Regions from separate parts of the Mus musculus genome. Here all the other regions are linked to region 2. Evidence: chromatin contacts called from public Micro-C and promoter capture Hi-C data. All regions are on one chromosome and are shown on one strand. The core of a region is the stretch at or near the end of the contact, and the rest is flanking DNA. Distances in the headings are between cores, read along the strand shown. Region 1 overlaps Stau1 (staufen double-stranded RNA binding protein 1). Region 2 holds the start of Ddx27 (DEAD box helicase 27). Region 3 has its middle 6.5 kb from the start of Snord12.

What was found. Promoter capture Hi-C pulls out the DNA fragments that hold promoters and counts their contacts. A called contact is a pair of places that touch in the nucleus more often than the background predicts.
Region 1: a contact with region 2 is called in a promoter capture Hi-C map of macrophages, with 9 read pairs. The contact joins the enhancer-like site here to the promoter of Ddx27 in region 2. A contact is called at or near these places in 2 of 39 promoter capture datasets (embryonic stem cells and macrophages), 3 of 15 datasets of contacts at CTCF or cohesin (CD8 T cells and the NIH/3T3 cell line), 28 of 484 Hi-C or Micro-C datasets (CD4 T cells, LSK cells, the Patski cell line and 19 more), 15 of 115 datasets of contacts at active chromatin or transcription factors (CD8 T cells, the HPC-7 cell line, the SCID.adh cell line and 10 more) and 3 of 9 other capture datasets (adipose tissue, liver and pancreatic islet).
Region 3: a contact with region 2 is called in a Micro-C map of embryonic stem cells, with 5 times the contacts expected there. The contact joins the enhancer-like site here to the promoter of Ddx27 in region 2. A contact is called at or near these places in 1 of 39 promoter capture datasets (macrophages), 1 of 15 datasets of contacts at CTCF or cohesin (the G1E-ER4 cell line), 31 of 484 Hi-C or Micro-C datasets (B cells, the C2C12 cell line, CD4 T cells and 18 more), 11 of 115 datasets of contacts at active chromatin or transcription factors (the HPC-7 cell line, the SCID.adh cell line, embryonic stem cells and 3 more) and 3 of 9 other capture datasets (adipose tissue, liver and pancreatic islet).

Annotation. Positions count from the first base shown.
Region 1 is chr2:166,972,954-166,975,730 of GRCm38.p6, forward strand. The region is part of intron 1 of Stau1 (staufen double-stranded RNA binding protein 1); the gene reads right to left. Among named protein-coding and RNA genes, the nearest start is that of Stau1, 22 kb to the right of the region's middle. Within about 2 kb of position 1,503, at least 84 of the 459 cell types and tissues checked have an H3K27ac peak or open chromatin away from gene starts, as enhancers often do. A contact at or near this core is called in CD8 T cells, the HPC-7 cell line, the NIH/3T3 cell line and 11 more, where this site is marked.
Region 2 is chr2:167,013,766-167,016,655 of GRCm38.p6, forward strand. Ddx27 (DEAD box helicase 27) reads left to right here and starts at 1,548. Exons shown (of 21, transcript NM_153065.3): 1 at 1,548-1,661. The coding sequence starts at 1,569.
Region 3 is chr2:167,070,385-167,073,261 of GRCm38.p6, forward strand. No RefSeq gene overlaps it. Among named protein-coding and RNA genes, the nearest start is that of Snord12, 6.5 kb to the left of the region's middle. Within about 2 kb of position 1,482, at least 290 of the 459 cell types and tissues checked have an H3K27ac peak or open chromatin away from gene starts, as enhancers often do. A contact at or near this core is called in B cells, the C2C12 cell line, CD8 T cells and 13 more, where this site is marked.

The sequences.
Region 1 (2,777 bases), core at 253-2,752, 41 kb before region 2:
GTTGGTGGCGTACACCTTTAATCCCAGCACTCGGGAGGCAGAGGCAGGCGGATTTCTGATTTCGAGGCCAGCCTGGTCTACAGAGTGAGTTCCAGGACAGCCAGAGCTACACAGAGAAACCCTGTCTCGAAACAAAACAAAAAAACAAAACAAAACAAAAAACAAATAAAACAAAAACAAAACAAAACACCATAAAGGCAATTCTCTAGAACTTGTATATTGAACCTCTATTCTTAGCAGTTTGAAAATCTCTATCTTGAGCCACAGCTCCCCTTTCAGCAGTACAAACACCAGAAAACCTGTGTCTGCACAAGCCCTCAGGGGACAGGGGAGGATGGACAGATTCAGCCCAGAGAGACAGGCCTTGCTCAGACAGAAACTTAACTCAAACTAAACCCTGCTGACAGCTGACTCATTCACAAAGTAAGTTTGGATTTTTCTCCTTGGAAAGGAAACTGAAGTGGAAAGGACTGAAAAAAGAAAACAAAAAACAAAAAAACCAAATTCGGTAACCCAGGAAGTGATTAATTATGTCTTACAAAGAGCAAGAACAAGGACTAGGAATGATGTTTACTGAGACAACCCTTACCTAGGGTACATTAAGTCCTGGTTTCCATCCCCAGTGCTGCAAACTAAGAACACCACCAGAGAGGATATGGAAAGGAAAGGAGAGGGGAGGGGAGGGGAGGGGAGGGGAGGGGAGGGGAGGGGAGGGGAAGGGGGAGGAAAAGGAAAGAAGAGGCACACGCCTTTAATCCCAGCACTAGGGAGGCAGAGGCAAGCGGATTTCTGAGTTCGAGGCCAGCCTGGTCTACAAAGTGAGTTCCAGGACAACCAGGGCTATACAGCGAAACCCTGTCTCAAAAAACCAAAAAAAAAACCAAAAAAAAAAAAAAAAAGGCTGTGCAGTGGTGGTGTACAACTTTAATCCCACCATTCAGGAGACAGAGTAGACAGATCTCTGAGTTTGAGTCCAACCTGATCTACAGAGCAAGTTCCAGGACAGCCTGAGCTACACAAAAAAACCCTGTCTCAAGAAACAAACAAACAAAAATTTTAAAACTTCAATAAAGATTAATGAATTTGTTAATGACTGGTCTTGTAGTAAATCTGGCCACCCACCCCTTGCTTGGTATAAAACATTGTTAAAAGGCAGAACTTTGATACAATGACCACCCCAAATGGTATTTCCTGTTCATTTCTCTCTGAAACAGAAAGGGTTAGATCACAGCAGCAACCACTTCTCTTTCTCATGACTTCTAAATGGTCTTGCAACTGAGGCCTGTCTACCCCACATCCAAACAGACCTCCCTCTCTGGGATATACAGGTATATATGGCAATTTGCTTCCTAAAGGTAAATGGTCCCACCACCACCTCTGGAATGCTTGTCAGGTGGGACAGCCAGTTGAGGAGCAGAGCCTAACGAGGAGCACTAGAGCTCACCCTTCCCTGCAGCTGCACTGGAGGAGGTAATGTAGGGCCTTGAGCAGGTCTGACTGCAGATATGGAGAGAAGAAGAACTGAGAGCAGAAACCAGTTCTTGTTCAGTATCTGGCTCCAGAGAGAGCAGCAGACGCAACCGGAACTCACACTTCAATGTGGGACACGGCTACTCAACAAAAATGAACAACTTACAGATAAACAGCTTTCAGTGTAGCTAAGTCAGTGCTACAAAATCTAAAGATCTACCTAAAAGTAGTGAGAGAAAGGAAAAAAGCTAAACTGTAGAGGGGGTAAAGTGACTGCTGAGTGCAGTCAATTCTGGCACTCTCTCAGGTAACAAAGCCACATGTGCAACATGTATTACACTGTCAGTTACAAGGCTTAGGGCTCCTTCGTAGGTTTGCCATGTCCTGGCCTGCAGATCCTTCAGTGACTTAATGACTTACAATATCCATGCGATATGTGTTCATTTTGCACAGAGAACTGGCAATATGTCATGCTTATTAACATTTATAGGACATGGTAATGGCCTCTGGCCTCGAGTCTGTGAGAAGCTGAAAGCAACCTGGAGAGTGACACCAGGAACTGCTGCTGTTAAAGGCAGCAGACTGAGGAGACAAACTTTCCCCTCACTTGACTGACAGGAGGGATTTCTCACTGTTGCTGGTTCTTTCTCCTAATTAGAACAAAGCAGGGATCTGTTTGAGTAAGGTTTATTAGGAGCTTCATCTAATTACAGACTCTAAGCCAGAAAACCACTGCATCAACCACATTCTCGAGTGACTTGAATAGACCCTGTCCTGCCCTGGGACCATGTCAGTGCCAGTGGTGGGCACAGGAGCCCAGCACGCTGCAGAGAGGCAAGCTGCTGGGAACGACAACACGGCTCTCACACAAGATTCCTGCTTAGCTTTGTTTGGTTTTTGTGCTTTCTTAGGATAGAGTTTCTCTGTGTAGCCCTGGCTGTCCTGGAACTCACTCTGTAGACCAGGCTGGCCTCACTCGACTCAGGAATCCGCCCGCCTCTGCTTCCCAAGTGCTGGGATTAAAAGTATATGTCACCACTGCCAGCTTCTTATTTTTTAACTTAGAAGAAACTACAAAGCCAAATTTCTTTTTTAAGTCAAAAGTGGGGGGCAGGGTGGACTGGAGGGGCTCAGCAGTCACCAGACTCCTGGTTTGTGCTGAGGACCTGGATTCTATTCCCAGTGCCCACATGGCAGCTCAAAACCACTGCAACCACAGGTCCAGGAGATCCAGCACCCTCTTCTGGCCTCCACAGACACCAGGCATGCATGGGGTGTATATAAGCAAGATACACTCATCACATAAA
Region 2 (2,890 bases), core at 298-2,797:
ATTTCAGCGCTTTTGTTCATTGTCTTCATGGTGGAGAGCTGTGTGCATGCAGACACAGTTGTAGCTTTAATTTTTTTTTCTCGACCGTATTTTTTGTTTTGTTTTGTTTTCTTTCTTTCTCTTTTTTTTCTCTGGTTTGGTTTTTTGAGACAGGGTTTCTCTGTATAGCCCTGGCTGTCCTGGAACTCACTTTGTAGACCAGGCTGGCTTGAACTCAGAAATCTGCCTGCCTCTGCCTCCCAAGTGCTGGGATTAAAGGCATGTGTCACCATGCCTGGCTTTTTTTTTTTTTTTTTTTTTCTGAGACAGGATTTCTCTATATAGCCCTGGCTGTCCCAGAACTCACTTTGTATACCAGACTGGTCTCAAACTCAGAAATCTGCCTGCCTCTGCCTCCCAAGTACCCGTACTTTTAATGTTTTTTTTTTTTTTTTTTTAAGATTTTATTTATTTATTTATTTATTATATATAAGTACACTGTCGCTGTCTTCAGACACTCCAGAAGAGGGAGTCAGATTTTGTTACGGATGGTTGTGAGCCACCATGTGGTTGCTGGGATTTGAACTCTGGACCTTCGGAAGAACAGTCGGGTGCTCTTACCCACTGAGCCATCTCACCAGCCCATACCCGTACTTTTAATAATGGTTCATAAATGCTTTAACCTCTCTTGTAGTCTACTACTCACCAGAGGCAGTGGAAAAGAAGGGATACAGACCAAAAGGTCCAGAGTTCAAATCCCATCAACCACATGGTGGCTCACAACCATCCGTAACAAGATCTGACTCCCTCTTCTGGTGGGTCTGAAGACAGCTACAGTGTACTTACATATAATAATAAATAAATCTTTAAAAAAAAAAAAAGAAAAGAAAATAGAACTTACAATTCGACCATCCTTAAAATATTATCTATTATTTAAACTTTTATGTGCCTGCATCATGCCTGCATACATGTCTGTGCACCAGATGTTCCCAGTGGCCGCAGAGGTCAGATACGGAGTTACAGACAGCTGTGAGCCACCTTGTGGGTGCTAGGAATCAAACCTGGGTCTTCTGCAGGAGCAACCAGTGCTCTTAGCCACTAAACCAGCCCTCCAGGAATCCAGCCCCCTGTTAATTATTATAATTGTGTATACAGAGGGGCGTGTTCACTTGAAAAGGGTGTGAAGATCAGAGGACAACTCTGGATTCCGAGCTCTTCTTTCCCCTTGTAGGTACCGGGATCGCACTCAGGAGTAGTGTGGCCTTTGCCATGCTGAGCCAGATGGCAGCCCTGACTACCATTTTGTTGTTAAGTTCCCAAATGTACACATACTTCTAATTTTTCCCTCACCTTTACACACTCTCAGACTTCTATTTCTTTCCCAAAACAAAGTAGTTTTCTAATCTAAACAACGCCCCACCCATTTGATTTTATTATTGGAAACCACGCAGGCCCGCGAAGTCTCAAAGTGCCGCCCCCGAGCGGAAGTGACGTGAAGCACATGCGCGCGACGCCGAGCGGGTCGCGGAAAAGGCGGGTCGTGTCGGCGCGCCGCACTCGCTACGTCCGGAAGTGGCTGCTTCTTCAGCATGCTGGCGGAGCTCGGCTTCATCCGGACCATCGGCGAGAATGACGAGGTGCCGGTTGAGCCCGAGTCGGACTCCGGAGACGAGGAGGAGGAGGTAGGAGCCGGCGGGAGAAGGGGCCGTGGGCGGGAGCGGCCGGGAACCAGCTGCGGGCCCCAGGCCCTCCTCAGCGTGCTCAGGTGTCCCCATGCAGGCCGTGTCACCAAGCTGTGCGGAGTCGAACTTCGCAGGCGAAGTCAGTCTTGCTTCCTGCCCAGTCGGGGACACATGCTCCCACCTATCCATCAAGCCTCCCAAGGGGGTTCTAGTGATGCTAGGCGGTGGGGATGTAGCCCTGAGAAAGTGGCTCCAGGGTGAGTGGCGAGAGAAAAAGACCCAAACCCAAACTCTCAGTGCCTCACACCGGCGTCAGCCAGCCTCACACGACACTAAGGATGGCCCAGGCCCTCTGCAGTCCGATTCCGAGAAAGCTGATGTCTAAGGCTCCAGTCTTTAAGGATGTTGCTGGGAGGTCGTTTGGAGCTCTGCTGGTCAGTTTAGGCGTCTGTCCAAGGCTTCTATCCCTCTGTCCATCCACACTCCGGTCTTTGCAAGTCCCACCCGCACACCTGCAAACCTGTGCCCCTCACATACTTCAGTTTCCAGCTTGGTGGTCTCCTTACCAAGTAGCTGAGTGGTCTCAGTGGTCTGAGTGGTTCCAGCCATGCAGCTAAGTTTTTGTGGCTTTCAGAGTCAGGCCAGGCTCTGTTGTCTTTTCTGCCATTTGACCCTCAGCAGCCTTCCTTGTCCTGGCAACACCGACATACCATTCCATTTCATGTCTTAGAAACTTGTGTTCTTTTTCTGCTCAGAGCCTTTCACATCTCTACCCAGCCCACTCCCCCAGGCTTTCTCTCTATAGCCCTGGCTGTCCTGGACCTACCTCGGTAGACTTCGAACTCAGATCTGCCTGCCTCTGCCTCCTGAGTGCTGGGATTAAAGGTGTGCCCAGCTTCTCTTCACACTTCTGCTCTCTGCCTGGAAGGCTTCCCTCAGTAGTTCTCCACCTGTGGCTCCAGACCCTGGGGACCCTAGGATCTCATTTCAGATATTTACATTATGATTTATAACAGTAATGAATTATGGTTATGAAGTCTCAACGGAAATAACTTTATGGTTTGGGGTCACCACCATCTGGGTTGGGAAGGTTGTGAACCATGTGTCTAGATGTCTCAGTCTGCTCTGGCTTTTTTTCTCTCCACAACAGGAGGGTTTCATTCTGGAACCCTCCTGCTGCCTCCGCTTCCCTCCGGGCTACCACTGTACAGGACAACAGTTTTCTGATG
Region 3 (2,877 bases), core at 232-2,731, 57 kb after region 2:
CACCGAGAGAACTGTTTCCCTGAGCCTTGGCCCCCTCCCGGTCAGAGCAGGACCTCAGTTAGCTTGTCCCGAAGTCACCAAGGAGCCATCTCTCTGAGCAGCCAGGCATGCATCCAGAGATGTCTACTCCTCTGCCCACAGACATGATAGAGGCAAACCCTTGGCTGCCAGCAGGTTAATTACCCAGATGGAAACTGACAGGAGAGAGAGAGCCCTGCCCCGGCAGAGATCAACAGCTCTATTCCCTTCTTGGCAAGCATCCAGGCTAGCCTGGAGCGCAGACACAAGGTGTCGGGAAGCCCTTGAGAGCAAGCACACTTGCCATTATCTCTAGATGAAAAGCCACACCTTGGGACCCCTGGCTCCAGGAACCCCATCATCTAGGAAGGGATTCTGTTTGTTGGAATGACCTGGTCAGGTTGCTGATAGGTGACAAGTCTTCTAAGTGTTGGACTGAAGCTGGGGGTCAGAAGCTGTACAAACATGAGTAAAATGTACTCGTAGGTTGGTAGGATGGTTCAGTGGTTAAGGGCTGTGTTCAGCCAAGCCCGACGATCTGAGCTCAATCTTCAGGACCCAGGTGGTGAAGAAAACATCAATCCCCACATGGGTACAGTGACATCACCTCCAATAAATGAATAAATAATGCAAGTTAATAATGGGGAAAAATGGTTATTGCGGACAAGCTAACCCTCCCCATGTGGTTATTGCAGACAAGCTAACCCTCCCCATATAATGTATTTAGACGACAGACACTCCTCCTGCCTGTCACCCGCTCTTCTCCCTCTCCCATCAATGCCCATTCCTCGTCTAAATAAGGCCATCTTCTACTTTTTTTGCCTTTTAGGTGTGACCCAATGAATTTCATTAGTCTGTTTACAGAAAGGAACAGGGGCACCTTGCAAGTGGTTACACCATTGAAGGGTGTTATTGGTTCGGATGGTTAATATTGTCAGTTTGACAGGATCTAGATTCTCCCAGGAGACAAGTCTCAGAGCCTGCCTGTGAGGGTTTATCTAAATTGAGAAGGTAGGAAGACCCATCCCATGGTCTGCCCCGCTTCCTCCAGTAAAAAGGACAAAGGGCGTTGAGCGCATTCCTTTCATTGCTCTATGCTTCCTGACTACATATGCGGTGTGACCATCTTCATCCCGCTCGTTACTTCTCTGGCCATGGCAGGCTGCACCCTGCGCTATAAACCACAATAACCCTTCAATATTTTTCTCAAGTATTTCGTCGCGGCAAAGATACGTGTAACTAATAAACTGTCGTAATGGACGGTTGGAAATAAGACCCCTACCAGGCCGCTGGGAGATGCGCACCCTTCTCTCTGTGTTTCTTTTCTGGCCTTATCTTAAGTAGCTGTCCCTGCAGAAGCCAGAATGGCCAAAAACGGGGACGCCTTAGGGATATACACACCCTACCAACCCCTTTCTCTAGTCCCCGAGAATCATTTCCAGAGAGACCCTAATTGGCTCTGCTTGGAGTGCAGGTTCATTCCTGAGCCAATCACCAAGGCCCGGAAGATAGGAAGCTCTGATTGGTCTGGTCTGGAGGTAGGCGTGATTCCTGGACCAGGCACTTTTTGGGGTCGGCCTTTGGGTCTTCAGGCAAGCACCAGGAGTCACTTCCCAGTCAACTCTAATAGGCAGAGCCCTCGGAAGATAACTCTTCCAGGGCCACGGAGTGCTGGTGGGCACAGAGGGGCAGGGTAGGAGGGGCCAGGCAGTTTTGAGCCATCCCTGAAAAAGCCTATCTACGCCTTCAGGCTGCCCAGCAGGAAGGCCACCAGGGGGCAGTAGCCCCTCGTAGTCATCAGGGTCTCCGCAAGCATGAGGCACTTTCCAGCAGGGGGCACTGGTCATCGTCTTATTCTCTTATTTTGGATACCTTGGATTGAGCTTCCTGTAAGGCTCTGAATGAGACATGGTCTCACCCTAGCAGAGATACTTTAAGCCCACTAGCAAGGCAATTCTGGCATTGGCGTTAGGATCCTCCAGCACGCCAGGCTGCACCTGGGAGATTCTCCCTAAATGGTTCTCTTGGTACTTCTTTTATTTTGTAAATTAGTATCCTTTGCAAAACGTATTGTTGAGCACAAGTCTTCAGCCGCCCTTTTCCAGCTGGCCCCACCTTTATTGGCTCTTTGGTTTCCTGTAGACTGTGGTAACACCTGCCTTGCGGGCTTTCCCCACCCCATCCGAAGAGATGATTTGTTCAGCAAATTTTATGGAATTGGGTTCTGTCTGGGGGTTGAACACAGAAGCTAAAACACAGAGGCTGGGGAATGACTGTGTTGGTCAAGTGCTTGCTGTGTTAAGCATATGCACTTGAGTTTGGGACAAATAAAAGAGGGCACTGCCCGAGCCATTCATAGTGTGTGCTGGCGCCTAGTAGGCATGTTACAGGTCTTCCCATTCAGACATTTTGAGACCAGGGCTATTCACTCTGTTATTATTATTTGAGATAAAGTTTTATGTAAACCAGGTTGGTCTCCAACTGGTTATGTAGCTGAGTGTGACCTTGAAGTCTTGACCAGATTCTCCTGTCTCTGTCTCCTGAGTCTTGAAATTATAAATGTTGCCACCGTGCTCATATTTAAAGTTGTTTTTTTTTTTCATTTTCATTTGTATGGGTGTCATATTTGCATGTCTGTGCCTGGTGACCTTGGAGACTGGAAGAGGGTGCCAGATCCCCTGGACCCGGAGTTATAGACAGTTGTGAACCGCCATGCAGGTGCTAGGAACTGAACCTTGGTCACCTGCAAGAACAGCCAAGGCTCTTAATCACTGAGCAATCTCTCAAGTCCCCAACACACACACACACACACCCGTTTTGTAACAGGATTTGACTATGTAGCCTGGGTTGGCCTAGAAC